Regions from separate parts of the Cricetulus griseus genome. Here region 2 is linked to region 1. A link is a contact called in public Hi-C data. All regions are on one chromosome and are shown on one strand. The core of a region is the stretch at or near the end of the contact, and the rest is flanking DNA. Distances in the headings are between cores, read along the strand shown. Region 1 holds the start of Lgr6 (leucine-rich repeat-containing G-protein coupled receptor 6). Region 2 holds the start of Ube2t (ubiquitin-conjugating enzyme E2 T).

Region 1 (4,416 bases), core at 819-3,318:
AGCTACATAACAAGTTTGAGGCTAGCCTGACTCAAGAAACAAAAGCAAAAAAACTAAATAACAGAAAAGTGGGGCTGGGCCATTGAGATGGCTCAGTGGGTAAGAGTGCTTAATGCCAAACTCGGGTTCAGTACCTGGAGCCCATATAGTGGAAGGAGAGAACTGGCTCCTGCAAGTTGTTGTCTGATCTCCACCCTTGTGACATGAGCCACAGATACGTGCCTACACTACCCATACACAAGATAAGTGTAAGTTTTTAAAGTGGGGGCTTTCTGCTAGGTAGTAGCTTTCCCAAAGTGAGACTGGGCTCTGGTGCCCCTGCCCCAAGGACTGAATATCAATGTTTTCTTCGGTTCTGCATCTCTCAAGAGTCCAAGGAGTTGGCTTCTGAGTGACCAGGGCAGACTGGAAACTCATCTCTTAGCTACTCAGCTACTCAAGCCCACTTCAGAGGGCTGCTCCAGGGGTGGAATGGGGCCCAGCATTTTCCAGACTTGGTAGGAGCCCTGGAGCATCATGGGTGGTGTGTGTGTGTGTGTGTGTGTGTGTGTGTGTGTGTGTGTGTGCATGTGTGTGTGTGTGTGTAGAGTAGAGCCAAGGCGGCTTCTGCCTGCAGGCTTGTGTGACCACAGAGGGTCTTTCTGTGACCTTCCTAAGGGCTCATTTTACACTTCTATCATGGCCTCAACTGGAGTCGTGGAAGCAGAGTTCTGGCTTCTTGGTCTGAGTGTGCAGCTCTCTCCTCACTAGTCCCAGAGTGTCCACAAAGGATGGAGACGGGCTGATGAGAGTGTTTGGGGCATAGAATTAAAGGGTGGAAGGCATCTTGACCCCTTTGAGGTCCTCATGTTTCTGGGGGCGGGGGACCATGGGAGTCAGGGCCAAAAGGGTTCCATCCTGGCTTAGTTTTACCCTGGGACTTGGCTCAGAGAAAGATCTGGAGACCAGAGGAAGCAAAAGGACACATGGAGAAATCTCTACTAATCCACCGTGGCCTAAGAAGAGAGCAGGGTCTTGAGTTTTAGCCATCATTGCTTGCCCTTGCTCTCCAAGGTCCTGGGATGGATTATGGAAGGAATTTGACCCTTAAGGTGGTAGAGCTGCATCTGTAGCACTGAGCCTCCAGGTGGCGCCAATCCACCAACTCGCTGGCAAGCTCTGGCAAAGCAGCTGTGCAGAGGGCAGCCCCTCAACGGTCCTAGGTCCTGAGATCAGGAATCAGGGTGATTTTCAGACCTCAAATCTGACAGCCTACACGAGTTCATTTCCATGTCCTGTGCATCTGGTGGAATCTATGCCAGTTTCTTTGGTGTCAGGGTGTGGCTCCTCAATGAGGGGTCCCTCCTCATTCCTACTGCCAAACTGCAAGGAACCACTCAGCCCAGGGGCTCCTTCCTCCCCTGGTCAGGATGGAGTGCGGAGGAATGACCTGGGCGCTAGTTCTGAGCCTGTCCCCATCAGCCATGTGACCTTGAACATCTCTTTTTCTCGTGCCTTCAGCGTAAAATCTGGTCGTGGGACTGGTGTCTGTGGAACTCTTGGGGTTTTATTCTGATGGCCGTCTCTGGTCCCTTGAGAGCCCCCTGGCTGTTCCCAAAGTCAAGAGGAATTCGACCAGTTGGGCCTGGGTGATCTGGGGCACCCATTCCAAACAAGTGCAGGTTTCTCCGATGTGCTGGCCGGTCCTAGCTTTGAGTTTCTTTGCTTTCTTAGTCTCCCCCAACCCCCTGGATGAAATTCCTGCCAGCTGAGAAGGAAGGAGGGAAGGGGAGCGAGTCACAGCGTAGAAAGTTTCCTTGACTCCTCCCCCCCATGTCTCCCTCCCTTGCCAAGCCCAGCCTGTGAAACTGAATAACGAAGATCACTCAACAATGCCTGCCCCTCTCTGACTGCACCGTCCCGCCGCCGCCGCTGCCGCCGCGCCCAAGCCAAGTAGAGAGGGGGCGGTCCCCACCGACGGCGCAGCCCTCGGGCCCGCCCGGGGACCAGGAGGTGAGCCGCGCGCTCACTGCTGTGTGCACCCGCCCGCCCGAGCGCCCGCCAGGTGCCCCCTCAGCCCGCCGCCGAGATGCACAGCCCGCCGGGGCTCCTGACGCTGTGGCTTTGCGCGGTGCTCTGCTCCTTGGCGCTCGCAGGCAGCGACCCCCAGCCTGGCCCGGGGCGTCCTGCCTGCCCGGCTCCCTGCCATTGCCAGGAGGATGGCATCATGCTGTCAGCTGACTGCTCCGAGCTCGGGCTCTCAGTGGTGCCAGGGGACCTGGACCCCCTGACGGCTTACCTGTGAGTACTCACCTGCTCGTTCCTGCTATTCGTGATGGCTGCCTGCCCCACAAACCCCATTTGATGCCCTGGGACATGAGCATCCTAGGAAGGCTCTTGACCCCTTCCCAGTCTAAGATTGAAGGACCGGGGAGCAGAGGAGAGTCCTTAGGAAACTAAGGACAAGGCAAGGAGTGAGCCTGGGCCTCCCTGCTCTTTCCCAGGTACTCTTCACCCTCACAGGCTCAATGTGGGAGTCCAGGCCTGGCAAAGTGGGGTGTAAACCCTGAGCAAGAAAATGGGAGAACGTGAGGCGGGGAAGCCCCTTCTTTTGCTGTCTTCCCTAGCAGAACAGTGCCCAGGAGGGTTGATGAAGGCATAAGTTACTGCCTTGGTGTGAGGTGAGGGGAGTGTGCCCCCATGGAGTGGAAATGGGTTCCTCACCAAGAAGCAGAACTGTCTCATGGAGGCAGGGGCCTTGGTGCAGGGGGTCCCTGCCACTCTCTCTCTTTAGAAAGGGATTCTGCCAGCACTATCTTCTTGCGTGGAGGTCTCCTGCCCCCTCCCCAGGCCTCCCTGAAATCATGTCCCAGGAGGCTGAGTTAGAGACACTAATTTGTGGGCAGACTCTGAGACCGAAAACCAGAGAGCCATTTTTAGAGTCTGAGTTGGGGTGAGGTGGTGCAGGAAGGGGACCCTACTGGGGGTAGCTGTCACAGAATCAGACAGCCAGAGGCTATAGCTGCTCTCCACCTGGGCAGGAGGAGGTGGGGGCACATCCCAGACCACCTGGCTCCCTCCTGTGTTCTGGGAAGAGGGAACCTCTGGCTTTCTCTGCTTTTCCTCAGAAGGCAGTGAGCAGGTGGAAAAATCTGGGTAGGATTCACAGAGCTCCCTGAGGCCTGGGAGAAGCTTGCTCAACTTTGAGGACCTACACCTGATGAACACCTGAGGAAGAGGGAGTTGGGCTTGTCCCAAAAGACTCAGCAAGGGGCCAGGATGCACTGAGGGGGCAGTGTCCTAGTGAGCGTGGGAGATCCTGATCTAGAGCCCCTAATGGCCCCCCTATCTCTATGGCCCCCTATCTCTATGGCCCCCTGAGAACTTTACTCCAAAAGACTCAGTTGTGGACTCAAGGGAGTGAGGACTGGGAAACATGGGTATTTCAGAAGGTCAGACAAGTCCTGTCCAGCCCAAGAGGTGGTGGGAGAGGTGAACACAGGAATCCAAAGCAGAGCTGTGAGGGCACCCCAATGCCAGGCAGAGTACAGGGGCTCTGGCCCACCCCTCTACACCCCCAGAAGCCCCATGTCTATCAGTTTTACACATTAGGGATCTAAGATATTGCATCGTTGGAAGATGGGACCAAAGGCTAAAACGAGTTTAGAAGCAACTTCTGTTGAGTCTTCTTTGGGGTCAGAAGAAGAGAAGGTTCTTGTTAGTAGTAAAGGGCAGAGGATACAGGACCTTCCAGAGGGTGGCAGGTCAGGCCACCTTTCTCAGCACCCAAAACATTCTAGATTAATCCATGGGCCTTTTCTGGCAGGACTTGGGGACAGAGGTAAAGAGTTTCTTTGGGGATCCAAGTGTCCCACCACACATGCTGACAGCAGCTCCCTGGCACTCTGACCCAGTGCCCTCTGAGGGTTTCTGAGCTCTTCCTGAGCCCTCCTAGGTGTCAAGAAAAACCTTTTCTTCTAAGGCTCAAGAGTGTTACTGAGGGTAGAAGGGAGTGCTGGGTATGGATTCTGGGGTGATGTGGAGAATTTTATAGCGGCGTTGGAGGGAGGTGGGGAGGACTGTCCCCCTGGCTATGGCTGTGCAGGGTCCCAGGTGGGTGATGGAGGAGAAGGGGTATCTGCTGTCTGCAGATGGCTCAGAGGTGAAGCCTTCCTTCTTTGCTTTCTCAGGAAAGCTGCAAGGGCATTCTCTCTCTCTCTCTCTCTGTGGATCTATGCTGGTGTACATGTGTATGCAGGTGCGTGTGCTGTGTGTGTGGAGCCAAGGGCCAACCTCAGGTATCGCTTCCCAGGAGCTATCTGTGTGTCTGTTGGAGACAGTCAGTATCTTACTAATCTGGAACTCACTGAGTGATCTAGGCTGGCTGGCCAGGGAGTTCAGGGATATCTGCCTGTCTTCACCACCCAGTGCTGGGAT
Region 2 (4,416 bases), core at 724-3,223, 130 kb after region 1:
CAAGACTCAGTTGTCCAGGCTGACCATGAGTTTACTCTAGTAAGCCCTTAAACCTGTGATTTTCCTATCTCAGCCTACACCAGGTCCAGCTAATAAATATTTTTTTATTTGTTTGTTTTTGGAGATAAGAGTTTCTCTGTGTAGTTCTGGCTGTCCTGGAACTCTCTTTGAAGACCAGGCTGGCCTTGAACTCACAGGGATCTGCCTGCTACTTCCTCTGGAGTGCTGGAGGTAAAAGCCTGCACCACCACTTCCTTCCTTCCTTTCTTTTTTTTCAAGACAGGGTTTCTCTTTGTGGCCCTGGCAGTCCTGGAACTTGATTTGTAAATCAGGCTGGCCTCAAACTCAGAGACTGGTCTATCTCTGAGTACTGGGATTAAAGGCATGTGCCATCATGTCCAGCCTCTATCATTTTTTTTAAGCCCGACGGATTATTTTATACAGTAAATGTGAAGAATTATTTTCAGTAAAGCAAAACAAAAACCTTCCAAATATGGGAGAGACTGGCAAAACAGGTCAGTGGGTAAAGGCGCCTGCTGCGTAGGCCTGACAACTACTTGATTTCAATCCCAGTAGTCCACAGTAGGAGAGAACAGTCTCCTCAAAGTTGTCTTTTGACAATCAATTGCAATAAAATCCTGTCTACAATTATAAACTATATCTTTGTATAAAATGAGAACACAGTGGAAAAACATGCTAATTGGGCTAGAATAGAAAAATAAAAAAGATGCATATTCTCTCAAAGAAGCAACCAGACTCTTTATGTTAATACAACTGGTATTCATAAAGTCCTCTGGGGGCTGGAGAGATGGTTTATCTACTAAGAGCACTAACTGTTCTTCCAGAGGATCCAGGTTCGATCCCTAGCACCCACATGGCAGCTTATAACTATCAGTAACTCTAGTTCCAGGAGATTCAACACCCTCTTCTGGCCTGGTGGGCACCGGGCATACACTTGGTGCACATACATACATGCAGACAAACACTCATACACATAAAATAAAAGTAAATAAATTCTTTTAAAAGTCCTTTGGCTTAAAAGTCATCTGCTAGTTAGCCGGGCGTTGGTGGCGCACGCCTTTAATCCCAGCACTCGGGAGGCAGAGGCAGGCGGATCTCTGTGAGTTCGAGGCCAGCCTGGTCTCCAGAGCGAGCGCCAGGATAGGCTCCAAAGCTACACAGAGAAACCCTGTCTCAAAAAAACAAAAACAAAAACAAAAGTCATCTGCTAGCGTGTGTTTCTTGAATATAAAGGTTCTTTACAGAGCCGGGGCTTGGTGGCATAGGCACCGGAGGCGCCTGGGCAGGGAAATCTATTCCATGCTAGCCTGGGTTACAGCGACACCTGTCTCAAAAAAAAAAAAAAAAACAAAACTCCCAACCAAACCACCAAACAAAAAGTTCCTTACAATCTAGCTCCAACAGGTGTCTTAATGTTTTAAGCAGTGCTTTTAGCCTTTCCCCCAGTAATTACTTCCCACAAATGTATGCTTACACCGCACTGACTAGTCACAAAATCTTTTCACACCCATGTGTGTGCGTCCACATTAAAGGACAGTTCCCAGTCCTTCCACCCTCTGCGCATCTTCACATTTGCAGCCTGTACGATGGATTCGCCTCAGATTCCGGAGCGCTGGCGTTTTGTTTTGTCCCCCAGGCCTGAGGTAAATAACGAACAGAAGCCGAGTGGGTAGGGGCGGATGCTGGAGGGAGGACGCAGGAGACACAGCCTTGGCGCGCGCAGGACGGTTCTCTCTCCCCGCGGCGTTCCTCCACGGGCGGCTCGGGGGAGAACCGGAGTCCTTCCCCAGACTCACCGTGACTCGGGTACGTCCTCTCTGGTGGCCCCTCAGTACTCCTCAGCAGCTCAGCTTGCCGCCAGTGGCTGCAGTGCCCACGCCGACCCCGGGGACCGTTGAAATGACTCCACCCTCGTCCAAGAAATGTCTCTGACTGGCCCGCAGCAGCCCCGGGAGAGGCGCGCGCACGCCTATTGGCCAGCGCCCCGAGCGTGCGTCCGCTCACGCAGGGTTCAAATTGGCGCGCGCGCACCCGGAACCGGGAATCCAGTCCCTGCTGTCTGAGTGCTTGCGAGTCATCATCTACAGGAGAGAAAATGAGAGAGTGTCTGGACATACCTTGTTTGTTTGTTTGTTTGTTTTTGTTTGTCGAGACAGGGTTTCTCTGTATAGCTTTGGAGCCTGTCCTGGAACTGGCTCTGTAGACCAGGCAGGCCTCGAACTCAGAGATCCCCCTGCCTCAGCCTCCGGCGTGCTGGAATTAAAGGCGTGTGCCGCCGCCGCCGCCGTCACCACACCACCCACCGGCGGCAACTGGACAAATGTAATCTGGAGAAATGACTGCTGAATAGCGAGCGGCCTTTATTTCTTTGTTTCGGTTCTTTGAGACGGCGGGGGGGGGACTGGGGGGGCTTTAATTTGCAGCCCTTCTTAGCTTGGAACTTGCTATGCAGCTCAGGCTAACCTAGAACTCCTGGCACTACTGTCTCGGCATCCCAAGGGCTGGAATTAGGTGCGCCCCACATTGCCCAAGGTTTTAAGACCAATAGTTGAAAGATAAAAGCCGAACATGGTGGCGCAGACATATTGAGATAAAAAGATCGAGAATTCGAGCTACAATGAAAGGCAGACGCCAAACCCACAACGCTCTAATAGGTCAAGGTGGATTATAATTTTTTGAAAAGGCGCAACATTTTTGGCATGGGCTCTGTTGGAGATTTGGTTAGAGTTGGAAGTAAGTGTATATGATCCTATTTCAATGTATACATTTATGGCATTCCCAAGAATTAAGAAAATGTTAAAAGAATATTTTGTAATATTTTAGCTGTTTTAATAGTAAAGTTCGCTCATTGAAAAAAAAAGATCGAGAATTTGAGACTCTTGCTACATAGATTTCCTCCAGCTGGGAAAAAGAAAATGTATTTTTAACCTATAATTCGGCTGGACACAGCATTCCACCAGGATTCTGAAGAATAAAGCCGGCAGAGTGGATTTCTTCACCATTGTAAGAGTTCAAGTGAAAGCTGAGCAAGTTAAGGGCAGTGCAAAAGTGATCCTTTGCGCTACATGGGCGCTAAGTAGGATGATACCCTCTTCCCTCCCCCTTTACATCTTCCTACTTACTATGACAACTTTTGATCCCTCAGTCACACACCTACCCTGAAATAAATGCCTTTTAAAAAAAAAAAGTTGGACAGGTTGTTTTTAATTAGTTAATTTTATGTTCATTGATGTTTAGCCTGTATGTGTGTCTGTGTGAGAGCTTTAAATCTCCTGGGACAGGAGTTACAGACAGCGATGAGCTGCCATGTAGGGTCCTCTAGAAGAGCAGCCAGTGCTCTTAACCACTGAGCCATCTTTCCAGCCCCAATAAGTGACTTTTAAGCTCTTTTCCAACTCTAGAAAGGTAAAATTTTCTGAACAAGGAAGTATGTGCTTATAGCCAAGTTACTACACAGCTGGAAAGGGCACCTCAAGACCTGAGACTCTGCAGAGCTGGGATTCGGCTAAGACTATGGGAACCTTGGGGATAGGACCCCAAATCAACCAACCAGCCATCCTTCCTCTTAACTTTAACTGCTCCTAGATTATTGTGCAGCTTCAGAGCAGTGTTGGCATAGAAATAGCAGTCCGTCTCTCTCTGAACTTGTAAACCAATATAATTTTGGCTACTGCAGTGATTTCTGCATTTTGTCCAAACTGATGGTAAGCAGCAACTGATTCCTCATGAAGGTTGCATGGTGTGTTTTGTCTTGTGGAGACCCTCAAATTCATTAGGACTCTGACTATGATTCTCCTCTGGGTGTCCCACTGTTGTGTCCAAGTTGTGAGAATCCCCAAAGACCGCCAGGGAGACAGACCCACTGAACTGTAAAAGCAAGGTTTTATTATTTTTTTAAAAAGAATTTATTTATTTAATATGTATACAACATTCTTCTTCCATGTATATCTGCACACCAGAAGAGGGCACCAGATCTCATAACGGATGATTGTGAGCTACCATGTGGTTGCTGGGAATTGAACTCAGGTCCTCTGGAAGAGCAATCAGTGCTCCTAACCTCTGAGCCATCATCTCTCCAGCCTCCAAGGTTTTATTATTTTATCCAACCATGACAGGGACCTTGTCTAGCTTGCTGATGCAGCAGCCACCAGAGAAAGTGAAATTCCCTGTCCACTGCTAGGTTTTAAAGACAAAAGTTACAGGATTACATCAGTAGGTACAGCTTGGTTTCTGATTGGTTGACATTTGGGAATAATTAGGAGAATTTTTCAAAGTCATATTTTGGCATGAAATACCTGTGTATCAGTTATTCTCATTGATCAGTGCTGAGAGGGAACATTCTGTTGTTTCTATGGCTTTGTCTTGTTTCTTGCAGGTTGGCCTGTTGTTCATAGA

The links. A called contact is a pair of places that touch in the nucleus more often than the background predicts.
Region 2: a Hi-C map of liver shows a contact between it and region 1, with 4 times the contacts expected there. The contact joins the promoter of Ube2t here to the promoter of Lgr6 in region 1. A contact is called at or near these places in 4 of 8 Hi-C or Micro-C datasets (the CHO-K1 cell line, the CHO-S cell line, fibroblasts and 1 more).

Annotation. Positions count from the first base shown.
Region 1 is chr5:54,145,108-54,149,523 of CriGri-PICRH-1.0, forward strand. It overlaps Lgr6 (leucine-rich repeat-containing G-protein coupled receptor 6), which reads left to right and starts at 2,069. Exons shown (of 18, transcript XM_027417534.2): 1 at 2,069-2,280. The coding sequence starts at 2,069.
Region 2 is chr5:54,278,330-54,282,745 of CriGri-PICRH-1.0, forward strand. Ube2t (ubiquitin-conjugating enzyme E2 T) reads right to left here and starts at 1,974. Exons shown (of 6, transcript XM_027417544.2): 1 at 1,818-1,974.